Regions from separate parts of the Gossypium arboreum genome. Here region 1 is linked to region 2. A link is a contact called in public Hi-C data. All regions are on one chromosome and are shown on one strand. Each heading gives the region's core, a stretch centred on a gene start, on an enhancer-like site or on the middle of the called end of the contact. The rest is flanking DNA. Distances are from core to core; before and after follow the strand shown. Region 1 holds the start of LOC108489744 (protein TIC 22-like, chloroplastic). Region 2 holds the start of LOC108489357 (protein transport protein SEC23-like).

The links. Hi-C and Micro-C count contacts between places; a contact is called where the count stands out from the background.
Region 1: a contact with region 2 is called in a Hi-C map of leaf, with 2.2 times the contacts expected there. The contact joins the promoter of LOC108489744 here to the promoter of LOC108489357 in region 2. A contact is called at or near these places in 2 of 5 Hi-C or Micro-C datasets (both in leaf).

The regions. Positions count from the first base shown.
Region 1 is chr10:44,013,663-44,019,763 of ASM2569848v2, forward strand. It overlaps LOC108489744 (protein TIC 22-like, chloroplastic), which reads left to right and starts at 3,383. Exons shown (of 8, transcript XM_017794466.2): 1 at 3,383-4,125; 2 at 4,582-4,656. The coding sequence starts at 3,631.
Region 2 is chr10:43,768,546-43,774,599 of ASM2569848v2, forward strand. LOC108489357 (protein transport protein SEC23-like) reads left to right here and starts at 2,829. Exons shown (of 12, transcript XM_053020035.1): 1 at 2,829-3,980; 2 at 4,066-4,239; 3 at 4,796-4,957; 4 at 5,859-6,001. The coding sequence starts at 3,231.

The DNA.
Region 1 (6,101 bases), core at 2,133-4,632, 250 kb after region 2:
CATCCATATATGAACTAACTTAATTTTTAAATCGATCACTTATCTTTTCATTTTTTCCCTCATATAATTTTTTACATCATAACATATGATGTGATCATAAATTAAACACTTAAGTATTGTGATTTTATTGAGAAGATTTTTATATTAATTATATTATAAAAGAGCTTTTTTTCACAATATAATGAGAGAAAGATGAAGAAAAATCACAAATTCTATCCATTTAATTTTATAGGTTATATTGAAATTTTAAACAACATATAACAGCTCCTTTTAAAATCTCTTTCTTTCTTCACTTTGAAAACTTGATGTAAATTGGTAAATAATTAAAATGTGTTATACATTAGTATTTATTATTATTACTATTGGTAAGAAAAAAACCTCCAAACTTTTAAGAAAACAACATTAATTTGTAAAAGCCTGTGAGAAACTTTGGCATTTGACTAACAGCTAAATCAATCAACTAAAAGTCGTGTGTAACAAACCTTGTCTTTGTCCAAAAACGGGTGCTGTTAGGTAGAGAACCGGACACCATTAAAAATTATATAATTAATATACAATAATTTATATTAATATGTATTTTTATGCTTTAAGAATTAAAACTTAATATTAGACCATAATTATTTATGAAAATAAGTTAAAAAAATTCCATTATTGTCAATTGCGTATTAGTTTGGTTGATATTGATATTGTTGTCAATATAGTAGAACGTAAATTCGAATACGTTAGAGCGTATTATCTTTTTATTTAAGAGTTAAGTAAAGACTATAAATAATTTTAAATATTGAATTAAGAAAAACAGATAATAAAATTAATGTTAAAAAAAATTAATATTTAAAAATCATAAAAATAATGAGAAAAATATATGTGATGAAAGGAATAGTGATATGTTGGTAGGTTTCCCGCATAGGACGCAATCTCCACTTTACGCTTATATTGCTTTCTTTTTCTATACAAATCCCGTTATTTGGCAACAACCACTACAACCACCTTTCATGACTAAATGACAAATATGCCTTTTTCTTGTGTGAGAATCAAACACTTTTGTTTTCAAATTCCATAAAGCTTCAATCATCATTCTAATTTATAATTTGATTACTTCAATACACAATCCAACTTATTTCTATTTTTTATTTAATTTTAACTTTTTATAATATAAAAGTAAATCTTTTATATTTAAAATAATAATAATAAATTCAAAAAATTGAAAATTTATTTTTATACATGTTTATGACAAAAAATTTAGACAATTCATTTTACTAAAATAAGTGTAAATTTTTTTAAAATTAATATAAAAAATTGAGAACCAAATCAAATTGAACTAAATTATGATAGACAGTTTAAAAATTTTTAAAAATTAATTAAATTAAATCGATATCACCCTAAATTTAATTATTTTTTCTTTTATTTTATCTCTTGTATTTTTATAAGAGAAGAGAAAGATGATTCTAGATCAACTTTATATTTGAGTGATGTTTAAAATTTTTATATTAAAAATTTTATGAAATGTGATTGTGGAGAATATGATTATTAAAATGTAAGATTATAATATTTAGTAAAAATAAGTAATGACAATTAAAGTCTATAAAAATTATAATGATACGTATTATATCAGAGATATTAAGCCTAAAGGAATGAGCACCAAGCCAAAATATATTACCTAGGCTAAGAGAAAAGAATCTCCATAACTGATAGTTGTCATACAATGGGCGGCTACCAAGCACTTCTCTTGAATCAACTACAATACTTGCCAAAGATCAAGGGGTGAGAGTAACAAGTGAATTGTAGGGCAACCTTGCCAATAAGGACAATGACCTCAACTAGTCCCAAGTAATGAACGGCTAAAGGTGAGTTTGGATGGGTTGTGCGTTTACCTGTGGTTAGTGTGTGGCGGTGAGATTAGATACTGTAGCGTGAGACAAAAAGTAACCTAAACGCACCGCACCGCACCATGCTGTCATCCCAAACCCACCCTAAGCCTCAAACATTTATACATTATCACACTAGCCAAGCTCCCATGATTCCTTCAGTGTAAAAAGTATCGTGTATACTAGTTTGAGGTTTGAGTTCACTTCTTACTCGTACTCTTATTAAATATTTTCTTAAACTTATTGTTGTTCCTTACTCTGAATCAGGAGTGAAGTTAGAAATTTTGTTTAAGGAGATTGAGGTAATATTATAAAATTTGGGGAGGGAGATAAAGATAAAATTTTTGTATTGAAGTTTTCAAAAAAGGCTAAAATTATGGTTTTTCCATTAAATCAAATGTTAAAAAGAACTAAATTGTTTTTTTTTTTTAATTTTGGGAGGGATTATAAAGCTAATTTTCTTTTGAGTTAAGAGGGAGGGGGGAAAGGCCCCTTCCTACCCCTTTGGCTACGCCTCTGCTATGAATTAAGCATCGAAGAGCGTCTTGAAGTATAAATTTGGACGCCCTTATAGTTACCCTATGTCTTGCAAGCCTTCCATCATCTTTGGGGTGTGAAAAATCCTTATAGTCCATTATCAACTTAAAGTGACTAAAACAATATGTTTAGTTAACTAAATATTTTACTTAGAATATGATGATATTTTTCAAAATTATGGAATGAAATGAAATAAAAACTTATTAATTTTAATATTTTTAATAACATTTATAATTAAAAAGTTATTTTATTATTGACAAACATGTAATTTAATTTATTTATTTTAAAATATCATTAGTTTATTTAAAAATAATAATGCATTTATCTCAAAATAATATATGATTAAAATTAAAATAAGTTTTAAACGTTTGGTTTGTATTCAAATAATTCAATAGTATTTAAAAATAATTTAAATTTTGATTTTGATTTTATAATTATGAAAAATAGTAATACTGTCCCAAAAGTAAATTTTTACTTTAATTTTCCAATGACCATGCTTCAAAAATGGCAATATACTTTATCACCATTATTGAAAAGGATGATATTGTTATAATTGAAGAAAAAGTAATTCATAGTATTAGATAGATTGAGTAATTAATCAATACAATTGAGTTTGTGGGTAGCAAATATAACCAACTTTCCTTGATAACAGCGATCTCTAATTTCTATTTCAAAATAATTAGAGAATAAGCAGGCTTGGCCCATAAGTTGGTTGGGTCCTCAATGCTCTACTTCACAGACTTAGTGCTCATTTTATGTTTCCATAAATTTTGATTCCAATTGTTAACGCACTCAAAACTTTTTTGTACTTGGGCTTGGTTTAAGATTCGACTTTTTCCCTTGCTTTGGGTCAAAATTTTGGGCCCCAAACATGAAAAATCAATCGTGCGATTCGTAATTTAACTGAATTAACGACTAACTTATCCCACCCGATTAATCACGAGTTAAATAGTGATTCAAGCAAGATGATGATATGAGGTGTTGAAGAGTTTATTATTAATAGATATTAATTTGGATCGAGGGTTAAATAATTTTGTTCTAAAGGTCCAACCCACCCGTCCGGCCCATATTTCTAAATTCTCGCTTGTCGCCGGCAAATGAATGTTTTTTCTATTTCCCTCCTTTCGGTCGCTCCCTACTCATCCCCGAAACTGATTCCAACTACAAAAGCTCACTGTTTTCTCCGATATTATCCTAAATTTTCCCGTGAACCAAAAAGGAAAGAAAGATGAACCCCCCTAGCAACTCCAAAACCCCCAAAAATTTCTCGCCATTCAAACAAACCCCTCCTCTCCAAGACCTCCAGCAAGCCTTCTCGAACATCCAGACCCACTGCTCTTCTCTCTTCCGACAAACTCAAAATCAGTTGATGGACGCTTTTAACTCCACCTTTTCTCACTTTAATCCGCCTTCTTTTTCTCCAAAAGGGCCGGTTTTTGCTCGAATTGCTGATTCTAGCAAGACCCAGATTGCTTTGAGTAAAAAAAACGGTGCTGCCATGCCGGCTGAGAAATTAGAAGAGAGATTGGCTGGGGTTCCGGTCTATGCCTTGAGTAACTCAGAGGAGGAATTCGTGTTGGTTTCGGGTGTTTCGACGAAAAAATCACTTGGGTTGTTGTGTTTCAAGAAGGAGGACGCTGAGGCTCTTTTGGAACAGATGAAGAATATGGATCCTGGCATGCGAAAAGGAGGTTCTAAAGTGGTTGCTGTTGCTCTCAACAAGGTTATTTTCTTTCCTTCTTTCTTTCTATTTGGATTTTTCAAAATGCGTTTGATAGATTAAATTTGTGTAGAAAATGTACAAAGTTTTATGGACTATGGAGTCCATTAAGAGGCTAATGTCTGTTTCCCACTTGTGTTTGCCATTTTCTTAGATATAAAAGATAAAATAACAGATTTGAAAATGTTTTAGCTTCAGCTGTTTGTTCTTGTAGTGACATAGGATTGAGCTTTTTACTTTCTAATATTTCTTTTTAGCAACATTTTGAGCAAGGAAATAGTAAGCCGCAAAAGCAAAAGACGAAATCGAGCCTGTTATTAGATTGTTAACTTACCGTGCCTTTAAATCTTAACTAATTTGGTTTTTTTTTTTTTTTCATTGTGTAATTAATTGTTTGTTTGGTTTATATGAATGAGATAAATGTTGGAGGAGTCATGCTTGGATATGGGGGTTTTGCAGGTTGTCCAGCTGCAGGTTGCTGGTGTGGCACTTAGGCTGGTACCAGAGTCCACTCAGATCAAGAATGCACTTAGAGTGAGTAGTTTGTTATACAATGAGCTAATTTATCTGTGAGTCTTTGTATTATGTGGATAGAATGAATTTTATGCTCTCTATTTTGGGTTCTTATAAGTTTCAAGGTTGATGTAGGAATCCTATAACTTTTTATTGTTCTTTCTTTCATGCAAAAGATATGATATGTTTTAATAATCCTGACAAAGGAAAATGTCTGACATGAGGACTTGAGCCAAACAGTATATTCAAAAGTGATTATCTTATTTATTCCTTTTGTGTGAAACTAGTTTGCATGTTCTCATTTCCTGTGTAGAGAAATGTCATACTTGGAGTCTTATCTTATCCACTATTAGATTGTCTGGTTATAACTTTCAATATACTTCTCCTATGGGATCGTTGTAATTGTTGGGTGTGATTTTACTGTTAAATTAGCAGAGCCAAATGACAATTGCTTTTTTATTGGGGTTCAATTAATTTATAGAAAAGTTATTTACCTCTTTGATATTCTACGACAAACTGAATGAAGCACTTATAAGTAGTTATAAGTAGCTGAAGTGTCAGTTTCTTATAGCACCAGTAATTTTTTTCCTCTTCTTAAGAAACCTGCTAAGAAAGCTGGTGAATCACTTAAAAACTAAAATGCTTTACCTATGTGATTATTTCAAAAGTTGTTAAGGTTCTACACAATGATGTAAAATCGGACCAGACCGGCCAGTTCAACTGGGAACCAGCAGATCCAGCGGTTTATCATCTCATACATAACCGGATATTTATCAACCTGGAGAGAATTGGACAAAAAATGGGAAAACCAGACCAAGAAAGAGGGAAAAAAAAAGAAGTAGAAAAACTGATTTTAGGCTTTTTAACCCATTTGAGTCAGACTTTTTGAACCCAATTGAAGAAGATCTTCATCTTCTCTTCTTTCCTTCTAGCAGCCATATTCATCTCCTCTTCTTTATTTCTATCAAAGTATCTGCTAGAAAACTTGGTTTATTTTCATCAAAGTATCTTCTAGAGATCCATTACAATTCAACCAATCAGATAAAATTTAGTTTGCGATGTTTGAATTTTTTTTGGTAAAATAAAAAAAGAAAGAGTTTAATTGAATGGTGGATTTGGTTTTCTTTTTGTGGATAGGCACAGCTTGACATGAATTGGGAATGCAGGGTTTTCTTAATTTGGTGGGTACTAACTATAGAAGGATTTTGATATGAACCAAATTGGCTTGAAATCAAGAAATAAGAATTTAAGGAAAAATAGATGCTAAAGTAGATAAAACAGAGCAAGGGGAGAGAAGAACAATGGAGGGGAGATTGAGAAGTTTTAATATTTTTTTTTTCTTCATATTCTCTTTAATCGAGAGGGGATCTGAATTAGTGATTTGATATCAAACCGTTTGAACTGGGGCTTAACCGGTTTAATCTTTGGTTCGGTTTCTAAAACACTGGTTATGCTGATTGATAGTA
Region 2 (6,054 bases), core at 1,579-4,078:
ACTAACACCCTCTTATAGACTAGATCGGCACAAGCTGAAAAGTCGAAATGCCGAAAAGCCGGTATTTTGAGATCTTGCGAGTGTGTGAATGCTCATGAGATTAATAGTTTGATGTATATGGTAAATTAAAGTGATAAGACTGCAGAGTGCGCTATTCTGTGCATTTCGATATTTTTGGGCTTAATGGGCCAAAAACGGGATAATGGGCCAACGGGCCCAAATTGGTAAGAAAACACGGTAAGTGTTTCTGATCGTATGTAAATGGCTATGTTATGTATGAAAACCTTAAGAATAGTTAAAATTACTTGAATACCCCTATGTATGCAAAATTACCATTATACCCCTAGGGTTACTTTTCACTGAAAAGCATGACGATCTGATTCTGTATGATGTATGCCATGATTATATATCTGTTGCATGGGGACTTGGGTTATACTATGGAGGAAGCGCCCGGTGGCTATGCCACAATTATTCGATCCGGTGGCTCGCCACATATATCTGCTTCGTGGCTCGCCACAATATTCAGATCTGGTGACTTCGTCACAATATCTGGCAGCCTCGCTGCGATTTCTGTGGTGTGTAACGGTTGGTTGGGTCGAGCAGTCTCCTCACATGGTGTAAGGCTAGTACGGGGGTGTTATGGATGAATCTGGGTTGGGTTTCTGCATAAATATGTAATATCTGTTCTGTTCTGTTATGGGCCTATGGGTTTCATTCTGAATTCTGTTCTGGGCTAAGGCCAACTTATTCTATTTCTGTGGTTTGAGCTGATATAGGCTATGGTTGGGTTAATTTACACACTGAGTTTTCCCAAACTCATGCCTTTTATTTTCTTCCACGCAGGTAATCCCCAACCATAGTGGGCTTGGAGCTGTGAGGGAATTCGGAGTTGCCACCCGCTCTGAAAGTTTGATTTTCTGGTGAACTGGACATCCTTTTAATTACGTTTGAGGTTTTGGGCTTTTAAATGTAATAAGGCCGCTTATTTATTTTTGATGGTTTTTATATGTTTTATTAAGATAGGTAATATTTATATTTAACTGTTGAAATTAGATAGCTTTAGGGCGCGTTTTCAAAAACAGTAATTGATTTCAAAATAACACGAAAACAAGCAAAGCTTCCGCAATGAAGATATTTTCTAAAATTAATCACTTTTCCTAAAAAAGACTTAATCAAATCGGTTTCCTAGAAATATACATGACGTTAAGGTATGGCAATGGCGGTTTGCATGTCTAGGATTGGATCCGAAGGGAGTTTGGTACTTAAGTAGTCCGATGGACTCACCTCCTCTTTTCCGGTTTCCTATCTGGTGCATAGCTTCCATTCACTTGGTTAGTTTAACAAAAGTCAGCTTTTAAAACACTGAAAAGGGAACACGGGTTTTTGACTTCAAAGTGGCACGTCGGATTCGGCTTTAACGTCTGGGCCAGGTTTGGGGTGTTACATCAACTATGAACTTCACATTTCATTTACTCCTTTACGTCTAGACTTTTGCCGTTAGCAACGTATGGTAAGTCCAATTATAAAAATGATGTTAGTTTCACTTGAAACACATCACTAATTCATGAATTACAATCTATTCAATTTAGTCCCTTTAAGCCCTAATATCTGAAATGCTCGTATCTTTTGATATTATTTATCGAATCAAAATTCGACTTTATATTCATTCATTAGGGACCTCAAGCTTCCAATCAATGACATAATTTTTCAATAACTTTTACTTTATTCAATTTGATCCCTAATACCATAAAATTGACTATAAGACTTAACTAAATTTCTAGTTTAACCCAACACTTTCCACTACATTCTAACATGGTCCTTAACATAATCTATGCATATCATCCTAATTTCATCACTACCAAGCTTCAAACTCATTAAAATTTATTAATGGCAATTTGATATATACTTATCAATTAAGAAATCTAATACATAAATTAACATATTAAGCTCTCATAATTAAAAGTCCATAAAAATTTCAAGAAAAAAAAGGTTTATTTACCTCGATGGCCAAAAGTGAAGAAATAAAACCTTAATCTCTATGTTTTTTTTTCCCCTTAAATCGGCAATGGATAGAAGATGATAATATTTACCTTCTCTCTCAAACTTATATATATACTAAGATTAATTATCAAAATTAATCTTTTAATAAATGGTTATGATCTAATGTTACTTAAGTTAGTGGAAAAGTATGGCTATGATTAACTTAAGGCATTAACCATGTTTTTGATTTTATTGCTTTAAGGTCTTTAATTGAATTGCTCTATTGCATTTTTTAAATTAAAATTTAATAGAGAGTATATTTTTATAATTTAATTTTTATATTATAATTAACGATTTTCTAAATTTAATTACTCAACAATCTAATAATATAATCCCGTACTAGATAAGTAAATCATTCTATTAATGATTTCACTAATTCGATTTATGTAATTTCGCTTCAAAATTGCATTTTTCGATATCGGCTAAAAATCAGATCGTTACATATCGCGTGTGAGTTTTTATCCAGATTATTTTAGTTATTAGTTTATTTTGTACTGGTATTAGTTAGATTCTATTTTATAGTTGCTCGAATATATTTTATAGTTGCTCTAATATATATTTTGGTATTAGTTTGATTTGATTTAATTTTGTAGTTATTTGAATATATATTTTAGTATTAATTTGATTCTATTTAATAGGTGCTTGAACATGTATTTATAATCTTACTTTGGTTGTATTATATTTGTAAACTCTAAAAAATTATTAATATAAAATAAAAAGAAAGCATGGAAGAAAGATCAAAGAAATTAATTAGATAGAATAAATAATAAAATTGGGTTAATACAGAACGATGCTTCCGAGTAGTGACATATTTCTCAAATTTTGAGGCATTTATATTTGGTTACTAAATTAATCCAAAAATAAATTGTAGCGTATCGGTAAACAATGGAAGGCGATAATATTTCGTTATTACAAATCTGAAATCTGCCCCTTTAAATGCCCACTTTTTAGTTCATTCCTATTTTCACTTTTCCTTTTCAGATACGCTTTTACTTCAATCCTTCTCTCTTCGTATCTCCTGGTGACCCCTTTCTCTTCAGTTTCTTCAGGGGGTCGACCAAAATCAGGAAAAAGAGTTTGAAAAACCCTGAAATTCTTTTTCAAGTTCAAAGTTAGTGATCGAATCTAATCCAAAAAAAAAAAAGAACAATTGTCTTCGATTTAAAAAAAAATTCAAATAAATTTCAACCATGTCGGAAATGGCGAACATGGATCCCGAAGGGATAGATGCAATACGGATGACGTGGAACGTTTGGCCACGCACTAAGGTGGAAGCCAGCAAGTGTGTCATTCCTTTGGCTGCTTCAATCGCTCCGATCCGTCCACACACGGACATTCCGATGCTGCCTTACGCGCCGCTGCGATGCAAGACATGTTCCGCCGTCCTCAACGCCTTCGCCCGCGTTGACTTCATGGCCAAGATCTGGATCTGCCCTTTTTGTTACCAGCGAAACCATTTTCCGCCTCACTATGCCATGATATCCGAAACGAACTTGCCTGGCGAACTCTATCCGCAGTATACCACCGTGCAATACGCGCTCCAATCGTTTCCCGATCCCAACAATTCCAATGCTCCTCAATTGCCACCAGTTTTTGTGTTCGTGTTGGACACTTGCATGATAGAGGAAGAGCTTGAGTTTGTTAAATCGGCGATGAAGCAGGCTATTGGGTTGTTGCCAGAACATGCGCTTGTCGGCTTTGTTTCGTTTGGAACTCAAGTCCAGGTTCATGAATTGGGGTTCTCGGATATGTCGAAGGTCTACGTTTTCAGGGGTAGCAAGGAGATTTCCAAGGAGCAAGTGTTGGAGCAGTTGGGCCTCGGTTCGGCTGGGCGGCGGCCAACAGTAGGGTATCTGAAAGTCCTGCAAAATGGTTACACAAATACTAGCGTTAACCGGTTTTTATTGCCTGCTTCCGATTGCGAATACACCCTAGACACGGTGCGTTTTGATATATTTTTCGTGGGAATTCAGTTTTTTAAATGGTTAAATTCTTTTATTTAGTGGTTGGTTTAATTTAATGTAGTTGTTGGATGAATTGCAAACGGATCAATGGCCTGTACAAGCGGGGCACAGGGCGTCGAGGTGCACTGGAGTGGCCTTAAGTGTTTCAGCAGGATTGCTTGCAGCTTGCTTGCCTGGTACTGGTGCTAGGATTATTGCTTTGGTTGGTGGTCCATGTACTGAAGGGCCAGGCACGGTAATGCCATTACTTTGTTTAGCTTCTGAATTCTTACTTACTCTAAAATTAAATGATAGGACCAAATTTTATGGGTATCACTTGTTTACTGATGAATGTTTTGGTAGTTTATGATCAATCCACTTTAATAATATGGCATGGTTGATATGGACATGGTTTGTTGTAATTGGTATAACCTTTATTTTTGCTGCAAATTGACTGAGACCTTTATTTTGTTTGATTAGTATGAATGTTGGCACATTTACTTGTGCACTTGGTTAAAAAGAGAAATTCTATCTCATAAGGTTTATTCCTGTTGATTACTTTCATTCTGTCTCCAAAGTTTTTGGCCAATTTTCATGTTACCTGTATAGTTTCATATAGCCTAGTACCTTAATATATCTTTGTGCAAGACAAGCTTCGTTCTTAGGTACCTTGTAGTTGTAGGAATACTTTGTACACAATTACGATCTAATTGAGAAAATGGAGATTAATCAAATCATCTTTATTTGAGAGTTGCTTTGTTTTTAATTTATACTAATAATCTTGTATTATATTATTCATATGATTTTTGCAGATTGTATCAAAAGACTTGTCAGAACCCGTACGTTCCCATAAGGATCTTGATAAGGTTGCTGCACCGTATTTTAAGAAAGCAGTCAAATTTTATGATAGTCTTGCGAAGCAGCTTGTCAGCCAAGGTCATGTACTTGATCTTTTTGCATCTGCACTTGATCAGGTGTGTCTTGCCCACATTTTAGTTCCTCATTGTTATATTTAACTTGTGTTTTTTAAATAAATCAGTCTCTATACTAGATCTAGTTGATTTGCTTCAATATACCTAAGTCATATTATCATATCAGTAATATGTTAGGTTCATATTTCTTTTCTGCCTCCTAATTGGTCTATGGATCAAATTAACACATCAAAGAACCTGCTGCAGCTAATAGGACATAAATACCCTAGATTTATTTGTAAACTTGAACTACCCAAATGTAACCCCCTCTCTCTTGTCTGTGCGACCATGCTTAATTTTCAGTGCATCAGAGGTAAGATGCAATGAAAATATGAGGTCATTAAGGTTTGTTTTTTATGCCATGCTTCTTTTTATTGGTAGCTTGTAATTAGACCTGTCAATTGGGTGGATCAAGTTGGTTTGAGGTTGGGTCAAATTTGGGTTTAAAATTTTTGGGTTACTTCGGCTTGGGTAATTTCAGGTTTATATCATTATGGGTTGGGTTGTTTCTGATTCAGGTTTGAGGCTCATATTTTTTGGGTTGAGTCAGTACGGGTTTTGGATTATTTCTGGTTCTTGTTAGTTTAAGGTATTGGTCATTTTGGGTTTGGGTAATTTTCAGTTCAAATCAATTTTGGTTCAGGTTGGACTGAGTTCGGCTTAGTTTCAGGTTCAAGCTGTTGACTTTTTATGGTTAAATCGGGTTTGGGTTTATCAGTCAGGTTTTTGGTTCAGGTCAGAATTGACAGCTCTGCTTGTAATGTGAATGTTTTATGTTGTAAAAAAAAAATTGTACATGTTGATATTTATTCTGTTTAGGGTGCAAATCATTTATTTTAGGTAAACGCTACTAACTCCAGGCGAATTTATTGTCATAATGTAATGGGTTTTCTTGTATTCTCAGGTTGGGGTTGCTGAAATGAAAGTTGCAGTTGAAAGAACAGGAGGCCTTGTTGTTCTAGCTGAAAGTTTTGGTCATTCTGTATTCAAAGACTCTTTCAAGCGTGTATTTGAGGATGGAGAACATTCTCTTGGCCTTTGCTTTAAGTTAGTTCTATTACCTGACCAAACTTCTCATTGTTGATATACTTTGTCTTCTT